2 separate regions of the Callithrix jacchus genome follow, and region 2 is linked to region 1. A link is a contact called in public Hi-C data. All regions are on one chromosome and are shown on one strand. The core of a region is the stretch at or near the end of the contact, and the rest is flanking DNA. Distances in the headings are between cores, read along the strand shown.

Evidence for each region. A called contact is a pair of places that touch in the nucleus more often than the background predicts.
Region 2: a contact with region 1 is called in a Hi-C map of skeletal muscle, with 6 times the contacts expected there. The contact joins the promoter of MARK4 here to the promoter of APOE in region 1. A contact is called at or near these places in 2 of 3 Hi-C or Micro-C datasets (both in skeletal muscle).

What each region holds. Positions count from the first base shown.
Region 1 is chr22:39,112,697-39,115,892 of calJac240_pri, forward strand. It overlaps APOE (apolipoprotein E), which reads left to right and starts at 1,524. Exons shown (of 4, transcript XM_002762227.4): 1 at 1,524-1,572; 2 at 2,312-2,377. The coding sequence starts at 2,335.
Region 2 is chr22:39,431,683-39,434,878 of calJac240_pri, forward strand. MARK4 (microtubule affinity regulating kinase 4) reads left to right here and starts at 1,665. Exons shown (of 18, transcript XM_035283941.3): 1 at 1,665-2,011. The coding sequence starts at 1,961.

The DNA of each region.
Region 1 (3,196 bases), core at 274-2,773:
TCCGGTTCTCGCTGTGTGGCCTTGCCGTTGACCTCGCTGCTGACCTCACTGCTGTACCGCCAGTTTCTCTGAAACATCTGGAGTTTATAACAGGGCTGTTGGGAAAGCCACAGCGTCTGAGCGTGCACTGTGGCCTGTCCATCGCTAGCCCTAACATAGGACCGCTGTGTGCCAGGGCTGTCCTCCATGCTGGACACACATGCTAGCTTGTCACCAAATGTATCAGTCACACAGCTGGCAACTGGCAGAGCCAGGATTCAGGCCCTGGCAGTTTGGCTCCAGAATCCTAACCCTGACCCAGAAGCACAGCTTTAATCCCCTGGAAACCAAAATGCCTCTGCCAGGCGGGGGAGGTGCTGGAATCTCATTTACATGTGGGGATGGGGCTCCCCTGTGCTCAAGTTCACCACCAAACGAAGCTATGATTAAAACCAGATCCCACTCACAAAGCCCAGATTCAGCACATGCATCGCATTGTTCCCTGTTCCCACCCTCCCATCCCACTGTTGAGCCCCCATCCCCCAATTTTTTTTTTTTTTTTTTTTTTTGATACAGAGTCTCACTCGGTTGCCCAGGTTAGAGTACCTTGGCACAATCTCGGCTCACTGCAACCTCCACCTCCCAGGTTCAAGCGATTCTCCTGCCTCAGCCTCCCAAGTAGCTGGGATTACAGGCGACCAACACCATGCCCGGCTAACTTTTGTATTTTTTTTAGTAGAGACGGGGTTTCGCCATATTGGCCAGGCTGGTTGAGAACTGCTGACCTCAGGTGATCCACCCGCCCTGTCCTCCCAAAGTGCTGGGATTACAGGTGTGAGCCACTAAACCTGGCCTCCCCCCGACTTTCTTTTTTTTTTCCCAAAGAGTCAGGCTGGATTGCAGTAGTGAGATCTCACCTCACTGCAACCTCTGCCTCCCAGATTAAAGCGATTCTCCTGACTCAGCCTCCCGAGTAGCTGGGATTACAGGTGCCTGCCACCACGCGTGGCTAATTTTTGTACTTTGAGTACAGCTGGGTTTCCACCATGTTGGCCAGGCTGGACTCAAACCTCTGACCTCCAGTGAGCCACCTACCTCAGCCTCCCAAAGTACTGGGATTACAGGTGTGAGCCACCACTCCCGGCTCCTCCCATCCCACTTCTGTCTGGCCCCCTAGCCCCACTTTCTCTCTGGGATTCAGAAGTCCAGGTCCCAGCTCCTTCTCCAGAGTGCATTCTTCCTGGCACAGGAAAGGATAGGGTCAGGGAAGGAGGACTCCGTGCAGCCTGCAGGTTCCCCCTCCTGCTTGGCCCCCAGAATGGAGGAGGGTGTCTGGATTACTGGGTGAGGTGTCCTCCCTTCCTGGGGACAGTTGGGGGTGGTCAAAAGGCCTCTATGCCCCACCTCCTCCCTCTGCCCTGCTGTGCCAGGGGCAGGGGGAGAACAGCCCGCCTCGTGACAGGGGGCTGGCCCAGCCCGCCCTATCCCTGGAAGAGGGGGCGGGACAGGGGGAGTCCTATAATTGGACGAGTCTGGGAGCCTCCAGTCTTACTCAGCCCCAGTGGAGGTGAAGGACGCGTTCCCCAGGAGCTGGTGAGAAGCATAGGGAGGGCGCACAGCTCAGCTCAGGGGCCTCTAGGAAGATGTAGCTGGGACCTCGGGGAGCCCTGGCCTCCGGGAAAGAAGTCTCAGGAGAGCTACTTGGGTTTGGGCTGGGGGAGGGGAGGAGTTGGGGGTGAGGCCAGCGGCAGGGGAGTGGACCTGGGCAACAGAGGTGATCTGACCTGCTAGGTGGGGTGGGGAGAGCAGCTGGACTCGGAGCTAAGTCAAAGCAGGACCCCACGAGTTGTCACTGCCATTTATTGAGCACCTACTGGGTGTCCCCATTGTCTTCTGACCTCCCTACTTGGGGATCCAGGGGCAGCGACAGCGTAGCTAGCCGCCGACTGGAGAACTTTAAATGAGGACTGAACTACCTCATAAGTGGAAAACGCTCTCAGATGTGAAACTGGAGCTTAGAATGTGAGGGGAGGATGAGGAATGCGACGCTGGGACTGAGATGGAACGGGTGGTGAGGAGGGGGCAGGGGGTGAAATTTGAACCCTGGGAGAGGAAGATGGAATTTTAACTATGGAGGCCGACCTGGGGGATGGGGAAATGAAAGAAGACCAGAAGGCAATTGAATAGGCACTGGATGGGGGAGGCTTGGTGAATGTCTGTTGGGATTAGGCCTTTGCAGATAATGGAGCAAGGCTTTGAAGGCTAGGCTGGGGTGGGGCCGGGTTGGGGGTGGGAGTTCTCGCTGGGGGTTGATTGACTTCTCCCTCCCCAGACTGGCCAATCACAGGCGGGAAGATGAAGGTTCTGTGGGCTGCGTTGCTGGTCGCATTCCTGGCAGGTATGGGGGCGGGGCTTGCTCGACTTGCCCACTTCTCCCCCCTCCACACCAACCTCCTGACCCCATTCAGGCAGGTCTGAGTCCCATCGTCAGCTGGTCTGTCTTCTTGAAGGGAAGGCTCAGGTCTGAAGCTTCCGTGCCGCTCCCTGGCTCTGAACAGCGATTGATGCTCTCTAGGCCTGTTTCCCCAATCCTTGAGATGAGAGTTTTTTCTTTTTGGTGGGGGGAGGGGCAGCCTAACTCTGTCATCCAAGCTGGATGGAGTGCAGTGGCGCGATGTTGGCTCACTGCTGCAACCTCCGCCTCCCGGGTTAAAGCCATCCTCCCGCCTCAGCCTCCCCAGCAGCTGGGATTACAGGCACACACCACCATGTCCAACTAACTTTTGTATTTTTAATAGACATGGGGTTTCACCATGTTGGCCAGGCGGGTCTTGAACTCCTGACTTCAGGTGATGTGCCCACTTCCGCCTCCCAAAGTGCTTGGATTACAGGCGTGATCCACTATGCCCGGCTGGGAGTTAGAGGTTTCTAATGTGTTGTCAGGTAGGTAGTGAATATCTGTGACGAATCAACTGTGATCTTTATTCCCCATCACCCCACCAGCCCTGCATGGGGCGCACAAGGACACTTGATACATGCTTTTCCATTGGCCGTGCTGGCTCACCCCTGTAATCCCAGCACTTTGGGAGGCCGAGTAGGGTGGATCACGAGGTCAGGAGATTGAGACCATCCTAGCTAACACGGTGAAACCTCGTCTCTACTAAAAATAAAAAAAAAATTAGCCAGGCGTGGTGGCACGCACCTATAGTCCCAGCTT
Region 2 (3,196 bases), core at 415-2,914, 320 kb after region 1:
TGACTACAAAAAATTAGCTGGGCGTGGTGGTGCACACCTGTAGTCCCAGCTACTTGGTGAGGCTGAGCTGGGAGGATTGCCTGAACCCGGGATGCCCAGGCTGCAGTGAGCCATAATCGCACCACTCCAGCCTGGGTGATGCAGTGAGACCCCGTCTCAAAAACAAAACAAAACAAAAACACCCCAGCTCTGCAGGTGGGGATGGGGAGCCTTCATCTATAGCATTTGCCAATTTCCACGGTATGAATATTCCCACCATTGCTAATTTCAAGCTACCAAGGTGATGTCACAAGGCATTTTTGCCCCCATTACACGGTAATTTTACTGTGCAGCTACCACAGACGTAAGTAACCTCAGGATCACAGATAATAGCAAATGTAGTAAGGTAATTAGGACATGAGGAGTATGTATTACCTTTAATATAATTTATTTAATTGTATGTTTGCATAATTTAATTTTTAATAATGGCTGTGTTTAACAACCATTTCCAAAATTCCTGCGACATAACCATCAGCTCCATCCAGCCAGATCCAGCGCGCTGCTATTTTAGAAAGGGAAACTGAGGCTCGGGAAAGTGGTCAGTCAGGCACAGGACCCTTCCCAAAACCGTGTGATTCCCAGGCCACCACTATGTAATGCCCGTTTTTCTTTCTTCCCACACTGGTCCACAGAGTATGGGTGGTCCCCACAGGGTGTGTGGACTGCGAGAGGCCCTTGCCCTCTTTGGTCTCAGTCTGCCCGCATTGGGAGTGGCCGTGTCCTGCAGGTGAATACCTGCACAGGTTCCTTCACACCTGCTTCAGCCCTGCCCGTGAGCAACACACGGATCCTCCCTCTCACTTTACAGACTGGGAAAGTGAAGCCCAGAAAGGGCGAGCTTGCCCCGGGTCATACAGGTGGACAGAGAGGGTGCCCACACGCCAGCCAGGGTGTAGAGGAGAGGACATTGCAGCCCCAACCTGAGGGTCTGGAGCTATGTGCGTGGGCGGAGGCGGCCTGACTAGAGAGGTCGCTGAGCCCTCCGCAGTGGCCAAGCCCCGCACAGCATCCCCTTTGCCCACCCCACCCTTAGGCCTCCGAGGGGAGAGCTTCTGCCGTCCCCACCCCCGACTGGGGAGAGAATGAGCGGAGGGGGGCGGGGGAGGGACAATGTGGCAGCGCCTCTGGGGGCTTCTCTGGCTCAGTCCCTTTATCTGTCTCTCTTCACAGATCTCTGCATCTCTGTGTGTCTTTGTCTCTCTCTGTGTGTTTGTGTGTGTGTGGGGGGGGTGTCTCGCTGAGTCTTTGTCCCTCTGCGTCGCTGGGTCTCTCTGCCTCGGTCTCCCCGTTCATCTCCTTGCGCCTCTCTCTCTCTCCGCCCTTTTGCAACCCGTCTCTCTCTCTCTTTGTGTCTCTCTGTCTCTCGATCTCTCTCTCTGCGTCTCTGGCGCTCTGCCCCGGACTCTTTCTCCCCTTTTCTCCTCTGCGGTGCGTCTCTCCTCTCGGGCGAGAACCACCTTCCCGCCGGCGCGCCCAGACCCGCCTCCGCCCCCGGAGCCCCCGGAGCCCGGGACCAGCCCGGGCCTGCGCCTTTAAGGGCCGGCGGCGGGGGGCGGGGTCCCGGCGCCCCGCCCTGCCGCCCCTCCCCCTGACGTCCCTTCCTCCCTCCCCGGCCCCTCCACCGCCTCCCTCCGCCGCCGCCTGGGCCGGCTCCGCGCCCCCTCCGCGGCCCCCGCCCGCCTGCCCGCCCGACGCCCCCATGGCGCCCGGGGTCCCCGCTGCACGGGGCTGCTAGGACCCTCGGCGTCCCCTCCCCTCCCCCGCCCTGCCCCCTCTCCCGGGGCGCGGACCCGGGCGTTCTCGGCGCCCAGCTTTTGAGCTCGCGTCCCCAGGCCGGCGGGGGGGGAGGGGAAGAGAGGGGACCCTGGGACCCCCGCCCCCCCCACCCGGCCGCCCCTGCCCCCCCCGGGACCAGGAGAAGATGTCTTCGCGGACGGCGCTGGCCCCGGGCAACGATCGGAACTCGGACACGGTGAGTGGGGCCCGGCCCCTTGGGAAGCCCTGGCTGGGTTCAGCTGCCAAACCTTTCGCCCCGCGAGCCCCTACCCTGCTTTCCAGGGCTCGACCCAGCTCGTCACCTCCCGACCCCTTCCGGACTTCCAGGCCTCTCGGCCCTCCCCACCTTTTCCAGCCCAGCCCGACCCCTGGGGGCGCCGCTCTCTCGGGACCCCTCTCTTGTCCCCGTGCAGACCGCTTCCGCTCGGGTCTCTTCCCTCCAGGAAGCCCCCTCCCCTGCTTCCAGGAGCCCCTCCCTTCTCTCGCGCCTGCTAAGCCCTTTCCCCTCCAGGCCGTCCGCGTCCGACACCTCGCTCCCTCCCGGATTTGCAGGGCCCCTGACCCCTCAAGGCCCGACGCTGGCTCTCACAACAGGGCCTGGCCCAGTCCTGCCTCTGGTTCCGCCTTCCCTGTCTGGGGCTGGGTGCTGGCTCCCCAGCAGTCCCCCTCCTCTCCTTCCCAATCCTCTGCCCCTCCAGGACCCACCCGTGTGCCTGTGGGCAGCCCCTGGCAGGAAGCTGGCTTCCACCTCTCCTGGGCCCCGGCCCTTTTCTGGCTTCTTCAAGGTCTCTCCCTTCCCAGGCCTGGTCCCCATTTTCCCAACAGCCCTATCCCTAGATCCCAGCACCCCGGGGCCCCCAGATGCCACCTGGACCCTTTCTGGTCTCTTCCCCTCCCGGGAAGCCTTGGCCTCCAACTTCCAGGCCCCCACCTCGCCCAGGCTCCTATTTCTAGGCCCTGGACCAGTCTGACTCCAGGCCTCATCTGCCCTCTATCAACTTCTCAGCTTCAGGCAAGCCCCTTCCCCAACCTCCAACCTCTGGACCCTCAGCTAGGACAAACTCAGTCCCTTTCCGCACAAGCCACCATCCTTTCTCCTGCCCCAGCACCTCCCCCTTCCTTACTGGGGGTCTGGCCTCCAAAAGAAGCCCCCTCCCCAGCTTCAGAGGCCTTCCTCAGCCACAGGGCCTGGCCCCAGATCCTTCTTCCAGAAAACTCCTGCACCTGAAGCCTCTCATCTTGCCCTGGCTGCAAGCCCTCTTCCCTTGGGGTCAGTCTGCTGGAAGCCTTCTCCCCAGATTTCTAGGCCCCTTGACCTCCCGCAAAGCTCAGGCTTTATCCTGCTGAGCTGCTCCTTGCCCAAGTACCCCCTACCCCATAC